Regions from separate parts of the Sus scrofa genome. Here regions 2 and 3 are each linked to region 1. A link is a contact called in public HiChIP or PLAC-seq and promoter capture Hi-C data. All regions are on one chromosome and are shown on one strand. The core of a region is the stretch at or near the end of the contact, and the rest is flanking DNA. Distances in the headings are between cores, read along the strand shown. Region 1 overlaps C17H20orf196. Region 2 has its middle 63 kb from the start of GPCPD1. Region 3 holds the start of GPCPD1 (glycerophosphocholine phosphodiesterase GPCPD1).

Region 1 (4,534 bases), core at 1,473-3,972:
GATGAAGAAACTGAGCAAAGCAAAATGCAGCAACTTGCCTAAGGTCAGAAAGCTTGAAGGATATCTGGACAATTTAAGTTTTTAGCTATTATGAGTAAATCTGCTATGAACACTCATGTTCAGGTTTTTGCACAAATCTAAGTTTTCATTTTTCTCAGATGAATGTCCAAAGTGCAACTGCTGGACCACGTGATAACTGTATGTCTAGTTTTTGGGTCTTTTTTGGCGTTTTAGCGCCACACCCACACCATAAAGAAGTTCCCAGGCTAAGGGTCAAATGGGAGCTGCAGCCACAGCAATGCCAGATCCGAGCTGAGCCTGCGACCTATACCATAGCTCACGGCAAAACTGGATCCTTGACCCACTGAGTGAGGCCAGGGATCGAACTGGCATCCTCAAGGATCCTAGTCAGGGTAGTTAACCACTGAGCCCTGAATGGAACTCCATGAAAGATTTTTAAAATCTCATACCTTTTAATGTGAGTATAATTTCATCAAATAAGGCATATTTAAATTCTTTGTTCTTATCTTTTCAGAAAAAGCACAACTTTTACTTGGCAAATGTGAAAAAAAATCAGATTGTATTCCTTATACTTATATTCTAGCCTGCGATCAATCAAGCAAGCGAAAAGATGCCCTCAAATTATATAACAATGGGTATAGTAAATAGACCTAACATTTATGGTGTTAAGTTAGATTCTCAGATTTCAAATGAATAAAATAATCTCTAACAGCATTAAATTTAAAGGTGCAAAAGTCTCTTCAAAGAATGAATTACAATGGATTAACAAATCTGGCACATTTAGATTCTTTTTCTAAGGCTCAGGAACAAGAAAAAATTAGCCACTAGAGGGCAGTATACTCATGCTCCATAGCAAGAGCCTGTCAGGCACATCTCTAGTCTCCAGAGCCAGAGCAGCAGCTTAAGCTGCTAATCACTGGCTAAACACATGAGATATTATTTTACCCAATTTACCCTAAACTCTACTTCTAAATGGCATTGGCCCATGGCTAACTTCCCCATCTTTTTTATCTATACTGTGCCTAACATGTCCTAATATTTTCCAAAAAGTTCTTTGTAAAAGAAAATTCTGGACATATAGCTGCTGAATATATTGTGAAGAAATGGGGCTAAAACCCTTTCCTTGTTTGTTTTTAGAATGTACTTAAATTTATATTTGGCTGTATTTTTTTAAGCAGGAAAAAACTCACATTGGTATAAAATATGATAATAGTTTCCTTAAGAAAATAGCTTTAAAAGGCAGTCTTGAAAGGTATCCTTGACACTGTAATCTCATGTACTATAATTAGAGAGTATAATTCGCTGAAAAAATAAATGGAGGAAACAACCTTGCTTAGAACATACTTTCTTCATGATGGGGAAATGTAGTGATAATTAGAAAATTATACCTCCTCACAGATACTTATTTTTCTGCTGTTTTCTTTTCAAGAAAAAAGTTGGGGGCTTTGGATAGGGACCAGTTTGGGCTAGTCTGAACACTTTTCAAGTGAGACTTGAGCAAATCTGCAGGGTTTATGTGAGAGTGCATGCTATTCACTTTGGAAACTTCCCTGTCCTATAGTTAGCACATAAAATCAACCAACCACAGCTTAAATTTGATGGTAGAGTTATAAACTGGTGATCAAGGTACTGTGATACTCTACCTCTATTTTTTAAAATTTCTTTTTAGGGCCGCACCCACGGCATACGGAAGTTCCCAGACTAGGGGTCGAATCAGATCTGCAGCTGCCAGCCTCCACCACAGCCACAGCCACAGCAGACCCGAGCCGAGTCTGCCACCTAGACCACAGCTTGTGGCAACACAGGATCTTTAATCCACTGGGGGGGGAGAGCAGGGATCGAACCCACATCTTCATGGATACTAGTTGGGTTCGCTACCACTGACCCACAACAGGAACTCCTCTACATCTATTTTTAAATCTCATCAAATTTCACTTAAATGTGTTGTTCATGTATTCATTCAACCAGCCTTCACTGAGCATGTACTGTGTGCCAGGCACTGAGCCCTTATTCCCCACTCTAGGGTCTACGTTTAGGAGGCAGCAGCTGCAGGTACTGTGCTTAGACCAGGCAGAGAGCAAAACAAAACCCTGACAAGCAATGAACTAAAAAGCACTCATCCTTAAAATTACGTTCCAATAAATTGAGTTTTTGTAACTTTGAGGATGTTAGAAAACCCAGCTCCATGAAAAACTCCAGGGAGCTTGTGGGTCATGAAAGGGCAGCCACTCAGCAAACAAAGAGCATGATTTACAACTTCAAAGGGCAAGAGCCAAGAATAAGAGGCGTTTGGAGGCCAGATGAGAATGTTTCTTATAGACAGAAAGAGTTATCGAGGGTTCCATCCAGTCCAGCAAAGTTAAAAATCCCGACTTAGTTTCTTTCCTTCAGTGTTTTTGTTTGTTTGTTTGGATAGGTAAGAAGTAGATTTATTGAGAGAGACAAAGTGTGGGCCACTTCAGAAGGAGACAGGCCCTTTCTTTAGTTTTAACATAAGAAGTTGGATCCTGGAGTTCCCACTGTGGCTCAGAGGTAACAAATCCGACTGGTATCCATGAGGACAAGGGTTCAATCCCTGGCCTCGCTCAGTAGGTTAAGGATCTGGCTTTGCTGCGAGCTGTGGTGTAGGTCACAGACTCAGCTCAGATCTGGCGTTGCTGTGGCTGTGGTCTAGGCTGGCAGCTGTAGCTCTGATTCAACTCTTAGCCTGGAACTTCCACATGCTATGGGTGCAAACCTTAAAGCAGCAAGAGAAGAAGAAGAAGTTGGATCCTGCTTTGTGTGAGAAAATTATCTGGAAAGGCAATGGCTTCTTTCCTAATAGTCTGCAGGTTGTTAGAGCCTCTCCAGCAATGGGATGAGAGGTTGAGGGGGGAGCTCAGGGGGCCGTGAGCCAAAGCCAGTCAATGAATCAGAGTCCTGGCCACCCTGAGAGGGTGCTACGACTAGTTTGAAGATACTCTGAGTTAGCAGAAAGAGGCCCTCAGGCACTTTCCCCAACAGGGAACTACAAAGAGTCAAGGCTCATTATTTACTACTCAGCACTGACTCAAACCTTGCTGTTTGCATTTCTTTTAAGTTCTGCCTTGAAGTCAGTGTGTCCCAGATTTGAGTCTCGGTTTTCCACAATTTGGAGGGTGGGTAACAGAAAGACTATACTGTTTACTTCTTGTGGTTGTGAGACTCAGAACAATGCCTGTAAAATGCACAGCACAGTGTCTGTAATGCAAATGTACAATAAATGATAAACCACTCCTCTTCCTGTCTTTCCTTCATTGTACCAGTCTTCTTTCTTCTACAATTATATGACAAGGAACGCCACTAGTGACTGTTTTCGCCAAATTGTTTTTTCTTTCTCTCTTTTTTCTTTTTTGGCTGCTTCATGGCATATGGAGTTCCCAGGCCAGGGATCAGATCTGAGCCGCCTATGCCACAGCTTTACCCACTGTGCCAGGCTAGGGAAGGAACTTGTGGTGCCACAGCAGGAACACCACCAAGTTGTTTCCTCATATTTTAAGAAGCACACAGCTGAGTAACCAGGCATGAATGATGTTCCCTCAGAGAAGCGCCTGATGAGAGCTAGCAGGCCAGACATGGGTCCAGTATACCTGGACTGAAAAGATAAATGCCTGTTGCTGCGGCTCTCACAGGAACACTGCCTGTTTTTAAAAACTTTAACTGCAGGCAGAGTACACAGAAATAAACAACTCTTTTCTCCCATAACAAGTGTCCTTGAAACTCAAAAGTGAAGATGATGAGACGGCACAGATAGCAAATAGCATTCCTCAGCCTTGATCATAGTCTAGTCTCAAACTATTATCATCTGTACTGACTATATACCATTATCTGCAACTTAGCAATCTAAAATACCCAACTGTACACTTTGGGTTTTGTTTTTTTGTTTTCTGCCTTTTAGGCACACTCGCAACATACTGAAGTTCCCAGGCTAGGGCTTGAATCGGAGCTACAGCTGCCAGCCTACACCAAAGTCACAGCAGCTTGAGATCCAAGCCGCGTCTGCAACCTATACCACAGCTCATGGCAATGCCAGATCCCCAACCCACTGAGCGAGGAGGCCAGGAATCAAACCCACAGCCTCATAGATACCAGTAGGATTTGTTTCCACTGTGCCTCAATGGGAACTCACAGAACTACATTTTTTTATTTAAAAAAAGAAAAGATAGGAATTCCTGCTGCAGTGAAGTGGGTTAAGGATCTGATGTTGCTGCAGCTGTGGTGTAGGTCGCAGCTCTAGCTTGGAATCTTATGCCTGGTCTGGGAACTTCCATATGTCGTGGGGTGGTTGAAAAAGTTAAAAAAAAAAAGGAGGGGGTAGGGTAGAATTCCCTGGTGGTCTAGCAGTTAAGGACTCAGTGTTGTCACTGCTGTGGCTCGGGTTCAGTGGTTCAATCCTGGGACCAGGAAAGGCGAAGGAAGGAAGGGAGGGAGGCAGGGAAGGAAGGATAAAAAAGTCACAGTTAGAGGTAGTCTGTACAGAGAGTCCCCAAGGAAA
Region 2 (4,534 bases), core at 993-3,492, 220 kb after region 1:
CTGTAAATTTCCCAAATTTGAGGGGTGGGGGTGAGGTGGAGAACAAACTCAGCTCCTTAAACAAACAAAAAAAACCCAACTAAATCCACAAGACACACTGCAGTCCAATTTCTGAAAATAAAAACTCTTGAGAACAGCTAGAGAGAAATGGCCCATTTTACCTACAGTGAAAACAATTCAGTTCGGCACATTTCTCTTCAAAAACCATGGAGGCTTAAAGGACATTACAGTTTTCAGGTGCTGAAAGAAAAGTACTGGAGTGCCTGTGTGGCACAGTGGAAATGAATCTGACTGATATCCACGAGGATGCGGGTTCGATCCCTGGCCTTGTTCAGTGGGTTGGGAATCTGGCACTGCCATGAGTTGTAGTGTAGTTTGCAGATGCGGCTCAGATCCCAAATTGCTGTGGCTATGGTGTAGACTGACAGCTGTGGCTCTGATTGAGCCCCTGGCCTGGGAACTTCCATGTACCATGAGTGCAGCCCTAAAAAGCAAAAAGAAAAGTACTGCCAACCCAGAAGTCTATATCCAGCAGAAGTAATGTTCTCCAGAAATGCGGGGGAAATCAAGATATCAGATAAAAAGAAAACTAAGAGAAGTTATTGCCAGTAGACCTACCCTAAAGGACAGCTAAAGTGGAGGTCTCTAAACAGAAAATAGTAATGTGAATTGTTGTTTCACCAGCAAGGAAAAAAAAAAGTTGGTAATAGTAAAAATACAGGCAAATGCAATAGAATTTCCTTCTCCTATAAGTCTTCTGAAATCATTTTTGATGCTTGAAGCAAAAAATTACAACACTGTGGTTCTCAGTGTATGTAGGGGAAGTATTTGGGACAATTTTAAGTAGTTGCGGGAAAAGTTGATGAAGGGATATGTTTCTGTACTCAAATTGGTAAAATCATGGTGCCAGTAGACTTTGATAAGTTATATATATATATAAGGTAATAAGTTGAGTAACCACTCAAAAAGCTATACAAGGAAATACATGCAAAACACTACAGACAAAAATGCAATTGTATGGAGTTCTCACCGTGGGTCAGTGGTAACAAATCCGACTAGTAGCCATGGGGATGTGGGTTGGATCCCTGGCCTTGCTCAGTGGGTTAAGGATCCGGCGTTGCTGTGTGAGCTGTGGTGTAAGTTGCAGACGCGGCTCAAATCTGTCAATCTGGCATGTCTGGCTGTGGCATAGGCCAGCAGCTGTTGCTCCGATTCAACCCCTAGCCTGGGAAGCTGCATGTGCTGCAGGTGCAGCCCTAAAAAGTCCAAAAGAAAAAAAAAAAAAAAAACCAAAACTGGTAGACCTGAAAGAAGAAATAGACATAGAATTATAGTTGGAGACTACACTATCCTCCCCCAAATTGATAGAACAACTAAACAGAAAAGAGCAAGCATATGAAGAACTCAACAACACTATCAACCAAGAAGATCTAGCTGACATTTCAAAATGTGTGGGATACAACTAAAGCAGGGTTAAGAAGGAAATTCATAGCTCCTAAATGCATTTGTTAGAGAAGAGGAAAAGTCTCAAATCAATAACCTAAAGTCCCATCTCAAGAAACTAGAAAGAGGAGATCAAAACAAAACTTAAGTAAGCAGAAAGAAGGACACGATAAAGATAAGAATATAAATGAGTATATTTCAAAACAGGAAAATAATAGAGAAAAATCAATGAAATAAAAAAGCTTTTATCAGCAATAACACTGACAGATCTTTAGCAAGACTGACAAAAAAAGACAAATTATTAATATCAGGAATAAATTAAGTCCTGTAGACAGACATCAAAAGGATACTCAGGCAATACTATGAAAAACTCTTCACATAAAAATGGTAACTTAGATGAAATGGGCCAATTTCTCATTCTTTCTTTTCTTTTCTTAAACAAGTGGCTGCAACTGCAGCATATGGAAGTTCCCGAGCCAGGGGTCAACCACAGCCACTGTCGAAGCAACGCCGAGTAATTATGCTGTGAGCCACACGGGAAGTCCATGGGCCAATTTCTTGAAAGACACAAACTATCATAAGTCACCCCAAATGAAACAAATATATTGAATAGCCCTATAGCTATTAAGGAAATTAAATTTTAAAACCTGCAAAAGAAATTTCCAGGCTTAGATGTTTCCAATGGAGAGTCCTAGCAAATGTTTAGGGAAGAATTAGAATGACCTCTATAAAATCTCTTCTAAAAATAGAAGAGGAAGTTCTCGTCATGGCTCAGTGGTTATCCAACCCGACTAGTATCCACGAGGATGTGGGTTTGATCCCTGGCCTTGCTCAGTGGGATAAGGATCCGGTGTTGCCCTGAGCTGTGGTGTAGGTCAAAGACACGGCTCGGATCCAGAGTTGCTATGGTTGTGGTGTAGGCCAACAGCTACAGCTCCAATGCGATCTCTAGCCTGGGAATCTCCATAAGCTGTGGGTGTGGCCTTAAAAAGACAAAAGACAAAAAAAAAAAAAAAAGAAAAGAAAAGAAAAAAGAAAGAAAATAGAAGAGAATGGAACCCTTCACCCCTCACTCTTGGAAGCTAGTTATTTCCCTGATACCAAAACCAAATGAAGAGACTACCAAAAAACCATAATTTTTAAAACAGAAAACAAGAAAAGAAAAAACACTATGGACCAATGTTCCTTATAATATAGCTGCAAAAATTCTTTTAAAACGTTAGCAGATAAAATTCAGGAATGTATAGAAAGAATTATATACCACAAGTGGGATTTTAGGGAGGCAAAATGGATATAATATTTGAAAAATCAAACAATGTAATTCACCATGTAGAGTAAATTAGAAAAATGACATAAGCATATCAATGGATGCAGGTGAAAAGCACTTGGCAGAATTCAGTACCAATTTATGATAAAAAAATAATTCTCAAAGGAAAAGGAATGGAGGGGGACTTCTTCCAACTGGTCAAGGATTATCTCCAAAAAATTGGAGTTCCCATTGTGGCTCAGTGGGTTATGAACCCAACTAGTATCCATAAGGATGCAGGTTTGATCCTTGACCTCGCTCAGTGGGTTAAGGATCCTGCATTGCTGTGAGCTCTGGTGTAGATCACAGATGCAGCTCCAATCCCACGTTACTGTTGCTGCGGCTGTGGTGTAGGCTGGCAGCTGTAGCTCCGATTTGACCCCTAGCCTGGGAACTTCCGTATGTTGTGGGTGTGGCCCTAAAAATAACCTACAGCTGAAATCATACTAAGATTGAATGCTTTCCCCCAAACAGAACAACGATACCCACCACCCAATGCTATTCAACACAGTACTGAAGTACCAACCAGTGCAACAGATGAATAAAGGAGAAAAGAAAGGAAAGGCATACAGGGTAGAAAAGATAGAAATAAAACTGTTCCTATTTGCAGATGACATGATAGTCTGCATAAAAAAAATCCCCCAAATCCCAAGGAATCTATAAACAAACTACTAGAACTAAGTTCAGCATGGTCACAGGATCAACATACAAAAATAAAACAAAAACTTTTTAAAAATCAACATACGAAAACCAACTATTTCTGTATACTAAAAATGTACGTGTGGACACCAAAATTAAAAATATATTACCATTTATAATTGCTTAAAAAAAGGAAAATATTTAGGTGCCAATATATGAAGAGACATTACACTGAAAAGAATATACAGGTGTCAAATAGACCTGAAAATTTATTCAACCTCACTAACCATGAAGGAAAGGCAAAGTAAAATGAGCTGTCACTATATACCTATTAGAATAGCTACAATACAAAATAGTGCAATACCAAATGCTGGTGAGTATGTGGAGAAAGTGCATTTCTCATACTGGTGGCAATGTCAAATGGTAGTCCACTCTAGAACATTGTTTGACAGTGTCTTTAGAGCTAAGCGTATACTGGAGTTCCTGTTGTGGCGCAGTGGTTAACAAATCTGACTAGGAACATGAGGTTGTGGGTTTGATCCCTGGCCTTGCTCAGTGGGCTGACGATCCGGCAGTTGCAGACGTGGCTTGGATCTGGCATTGCTGTGGCTGTGGCTGGCAGCTACAGCTCCAATTAGACCCCTAGCCTGGGAACCTCCATATGTCGTGGGAGTGGCCCTGGAAAAGGCAAAAAGACAAAAACAAAAAACAAACAAAAAAAAAAACTAAGCATATACTTAAGATATGGCCCAGCAACGCACTTCTGATCTTTTATGCTAGAGATATGAAAACTCATATCCATACAGAAACTTTTACACAACTATTTATAGCAGCTTTATTTGTAATAGCCCCAAACTGGAAACAACTAAAATGTTCCTTAATAGGTGAATGGTTAAACAATCTGTGACACATTCCACGTAACGAGCTACTCAGTAGTAAAAAGGAATTAAATACTGACACAGCAACAATTTGGATGAATCATAGGGGCATTATGGTGAGTGGGGAAAAAAAGCCCACATCAAAATGTCATATACTGTATGATTCCATTTATACAACCTTCCCCTTCCCCCCCCTTTTTTTTTTAGGGCCACACGGGTTCCCAGCCTAGGGGTCTAATCGGAACTACAGCTGCTGGCCTACACCAAG
Region 3 (4,534 bases), core at 1,032-3,531, 160 kb after region 1:
AGAAGCTGTCTAAAAGCTAGAGCTCAGAGTTCCTGCTGTGGCCCACTGGATTAAGGGTCAGCATTGGCGCGGCTGTGGAGTAGGTCACAGCTGCAGCTCAGATTCCATCCCTGGCTTGGGAACTTCAATAGTCCTATTCCAACCAAAGCGCAGCTTGAGCTATCTCTTAAGTCCTTTAACATCTCCTAAAAATGTGGTTCCTCTCCACCCCCACACCTGCCCCCTGCAACGTGTAAGTTCTGGGGCCAGGATTGGGCTCTGCTCCACTTCAGCTGCTGCAGTGACAATGCTGGATCCTTTACTTGCTGCACCATAAGGGAACTCCCAAAATGTGGTTCCATTTATAGATACATATACATATATATATATACATGCACACACATATATACACACACACACACACACACATATATATATTTTGTTTTTTTGGTTTTTTTTAGGGCCGCACCTGTGGCACATGGAGGTTCCTAGGCTAGGGGTCTAATTGGAGCTGTAGCTGCCGGCCTACACCAGAGCAACACCAGATCCCAGCCATGTCTGCGACCTGCACCACAGCTTACCACAATGCCAGACCCTTAACCCACTGAGCAAGGCCAGGGATTGAACCTGCAACCTCATGGTTCCTAGTTGGATTAGTTTCTGCTGTGCTATGATGGGAGCTCCTATTTATTTATATTTTTATTAATTTCATTTATTTATTTTTTTTTGGTCTTTTTTGCCTTTTCTGGGGCCGCTCCCGCAGTATATGGAGGTTCCCAGGCTAGGGGTCTAATCGGAGCTGTAGCCACCGGCCTAGGCCAGAGCCACAGCAACTCGGGATCCGAGCCGCGTCTGCAACCTACACCACAGCTCACGGCAACGCCAGATCCTTAACCCACTGAGCAAGGCAAGGGACTGAACCTGCAACCTCATGGTTCCTAGTCGGATTTTTTAACCACTGCACCACAACAGGAACTCCAATTTTATTATTATTGTTTTGTTTTTTGGGTTTTTTTTTTTTTTGCTTCCCTGCAGCACATGGAGTTCCCCAGCCAGGGATCAGATCCGTGCCATAGTTGTGACTTAAGCTGCAGCTCAGCAATGCCGTATCCTTAACCCACTGTGTCCAACTAGGGGTCAAATCCACACCCCAGCACTCCCCAAATCCCTGATCCCCTTATGCCACAGTGGGAACTCCAAGACGGTTCTTTGTAAATTTTCGGTATCACACTTGATTTAAATGATTAAATAAAACCTGATAAAATTTTCTTTCAGGAATTAATCAGTGGTTAACCTTGATGCTGGAAAATGTTAAGTTGGGTGAGTGGCAAATGCTGATTAACTCATTTTTCTGGGACCATCAAAAGAGAAAAAAAAACTTCACTTTTTTTTCTTGTCTTTTTAGGGCCCCACGCCTGGCACATGGAAGTTCCCATGCTAGGGGTCTAATCAGAGCTACAGCTGCTGGCCTTACCAGAGCAATAGCAACCCCCAGATTCCAGCCCCGTCTGCAACCTACACCACAGCTCAGGGCAACCCGGTTCCTTAACCCACTGAGCGAGGCCAGGGTTGGAACCCGAAACCTCATGGTTCCTAGTCGGATTCGTTTCCGCTGTGCCACTATGGGAACTCCTCGCTTTTTTTTTTTTTTTTCTTAATATAGCTCATTTTTTCCCCCAGAAATTAAACTACAATTTTTTGCTACTTTTTCCAGCTTCCATAAAATTTCCTTCAAACTTTAATTTACATACAAATAATCTGGGGATCTTGTTAAACGCAATTCGAATAGGCAGAGGATCCCAATAGAGCAATTCTGATCGCTCCCAGGTGATACTGCTGGCTTGGAATATCAAGCTTTCGCAGCGAATGTTGTAAACGCTCAACCATCTTAGGTCACTTAATTCTCCTTCTTAACCCTAAAGATCTGACCCAAGTGTGCTTGTTAATTTGGAACGGAGGAAAAGTTCCTGAGGTCAGGCCTGCTCATTTCTCTCGCTTTCCGATGAGGAAAAATGCAATTTATAATTGCAGCTCCACGTCCTAGTCTAGGTTGTCTTAATACTTAAGAGTTCCAAGATAGGCATCTATGAACCCAAGCCAGGCCTGCTCGGCGCCGCCACCCGCGGCGGATTCCAGCCAACGGAAAAGGCAGACGCCGGGGACCCCGGGGATGCCCGGCCACCACCGATTGACGATGCGGGCCCTTTCCAGGAACTCGCGCGGCCCGCCCCTCACGCGCGGGCGCCTATTGGTTCGGACGGCGCCGGGCGTGACGTCAGGCCCCGCCCGCCAGCCCTCCAGCCCCGCCCCGCGGGATGGCCTGGCGGTTTGGTCTGGAGCAGCTGAAACCGGTTTGAGCGGAGCCGCTTCCTGCCGCTGGGCGCCGCAGCGGTCCGACTCGGAGAGAGCTGGCGAGGTGCGCACGGCGGGTACCCGGCACCTCGGCCCGCGGCACTGCTGTCTGGCGCTGCGGTGGAGGCGCGGACCAGTGGACGGGGCAGGTGAGGCGGGAGGCCGGGCGCTCGACGCGGGGGCCACGGCTGCTGCTCACGTGGCAGCCGAGCTGTCAGGGCGACCCGGCGAGGGGACGCGGTGGGGCGAGGCGTGGGGAGGGTCCCCCAGCCCGAACGGGATCTGCCCGCCGTGGAGACCGCGGCCTGGACGTTGGCTCTCGTAGGTCTGTGGGTAACGCATATTTACTGTATTTATCGTTTGTTGTCACGATTCCGCGGAGCTGCCGGGTGCTTAGTTACCCTCCAAAAATTTTGTAGTGTTTTCAAAATACCAGAATGCATAGACCATAGGACTACCACAACCACGAGTGTTCCAAAAAGCAAGTTAAGGAACGAAGGAACATAAATGCAGCTGAAGTCGTCTGTGTACCCCTAGCAGCATACCCTTCGCCCACCACCACTCTCAGGTTTTATCGCTAAGTAATTCATAGTGTTTTGACAACTGCTTATTTTCTGAAATTGCTTAGTCTTGGGCATGCTTGTGTAATTCAGTCATTCCAAGAAACCGAAATGCCTTACTCTCTTAGGAAAAGGTTCCAGGAATAGACATCAGTGCCCTTGAAATAATTTTAAGACAGCTGCCCCTTCTCCTAAAGCTCTACTTTTTCCAAAGCTCTTTAAATGACCCTGATGACTTCTGGAAAAAAGCCTCCAACGTTTCGATGCTTCATCAGCCCCCTTTTACCCAACTGTTCGTTTCCAAAGGAAATCGGTCATGAATTTAGTCTCGAATTGTAAAGAAATCTTTCACCTTGAGCCAGCTGTCTAGTCTGATGTAACACTTAGAGGAACTGATAGAACCAAGCAGGATGTTTGGACTTGATGTTTTTTTCATACTCTTTTTCAGCCCTTCCTATTTCTGTGCAGTTCCTATTCATTAACCTTTCACCTTACTCCTTCTTGTTACATTTCTGACAGTTAAGACTTAGCTAAGAAACAAATACAAGCTATCAGTCCTTTTCCAACTGGTAACATTCTAGATACAAATAACACAAGATAAACAGGTAAAACTGCAAATGGCTCAGATGGTTCTGGGCTTAACCAGGGAGAACCAATGTTCTAGACCAGTAAGACTTAGAAAAGTTGGACTCAGAAATGACCACAAAAGAAATCTCAGTAGCAGAGTAAGTAAAATTTGATATGTTCAAAACGTAAGCTGATGAGTCAAAACTTTGTGTATAACTTAACCAGGAAAAGCATGTGAAATACATAAGAAAGTAATATCAAGATAAAATGAAAAGGAAAAAAAATGGGCTAAGTTTTATGGTATTGTTTACGAAAGTGATCAAAGAATTAAACTGGCTTAATGAAATCTCTAGAACTGCTTTCTTAATAAAAATCCATTCTCATGTATGCATGCATTTGACTAAAAGATTAGCCCAACGTATACTGGGGTCAGAATAGTCAGATCATAATGAGCATCCAACCAGGATGCACAGAAACTAACTCAGGAAAATGTAAGCATTTCATGTATTTTTCTATAGCCAGTTATGAGAATCAGAACTGTTGGAGCCTAGGAAAGCACAAGGGGAACTGGAAGCAACTTTTTCCTTTTAAAAAAAATATGAAGGAAAACAAATGTGGGGGATTTTGACCAGAAGAAAAAAAAAAAAAAACACGTTTTAGATCAAAATATCTGTGACTTCAGTTTAACTCTGAACTAACCATGTACCTTTGTTGCTTAAATCTCCTTCTTGTTCCCCAGGCCAGCAAACCAGTGAAGGAATGTGTCAGGATGGTTTATTTGACAAAAAGAATAGAGTGAAACTTATTTTGTCGGGTAGTGTAAACCCTGAAATATTTTAAAAATGTGAATTAACATTGTCATTTTGCCAGTTACTCGAGTCTTTTAGAAAAGTGTTAAAGTAGTATTAAATGCTACTCAAAGTCTCAGGTATGAGTGTTGTTGAAAGATTACCTTGAAAAAGTACAAAATGGAGGTTATGTTTAAAAACAAATCCAGGAGTTGCTGTCAAGGCTCAGCGGTAGTCAGCAGCTAACCAACCTGACTAGCATCCAGGAGGACGCAGGTTTGATCCCTG

The links. Promoter capture Hi-C pulls out the DNA fragments that hold promoters and counts their contacts. HiChIP or PLAC-seq counts read pairs in DNA pulled down with a chosen protein or histone mark.
Region 2: a contact with region 1 is called in an H3K27ac HiChIP or PLAC-seq map of alveolar macrophages. The contact joins two enhancer-like sites. A contact is called at or near these places in 3 of 47 Hi-C or Micro-C datasets (adipose tissue, epiblast stem cells and spleen) and 2 of 2 datasets of contacts at active chromatin or transcription factors (alveolar macrophages and skeletal muscle).
Region 3: a promoter capture Hi-C map of fetal liver shows a contact between it and region 1, with 4 times the contacts expected there. The contact joins the promoter of GPCPD1 here to the enhancer-like site in region 1. A contact is called at or near these places in 1 of 5 promoter capture datasets (fetal liver), 10 of 47 Hi-C or Micro-C datasets (alveolar macrophages, blood, embryonic fibroblasts and 5 more) and 2 of 2 datasets of contacts at active chromatin or transcription factors (alveolar macrophages and skeletal muscle).

Annotation. Positions count from the first base shown.
Region 1 is chr17:14,633,874-14,638,407 of Sscrofa11.1, reverse strand. The region is part of intron 2 of C17H20orf196; the gene reads right to left. Among named protein-coding and RNA genes, the nearest start is that of C17H20orf196, 25 kb to the right of the region's middle. Within about 2 kb of position 2,722, at least 12 of the 83 cell types and tissues checked have an H3K27ac peak or open chromatin away from gene starts, as enhancers often do. A contact at or near this core is called in alveolar macrophages and fetal liver, where this site is marked.
Region 2 is chr17:14,410,484-14,415,017 of Sscrofa11.1, reverse strand. No RefSeq gene overlaps it. Among named protein-coding and RNA genes, the nearest start is that of GPCPD1, 63 kb to the left of the region's middle. Within about 2 kb of position 2,242, at least 1 of the 83 cell types and tissues checked has an H3K27ac peak or open chromatin away from gene starts, as enhancers often do. A contact at or near this core is called in alveolar macrophages, where this site is marked.
Region 3 is chr17:14,473,970-14,478,503 of Sscrofa11.1, reverse strand. GPCPD1 (glycerophosphocholine phosphodiesterase GPCPD1) reads left to right here and starts at 2,281. Exons shown (of 20, transcript XM_021078049.1): 1 at 2,281-2,480.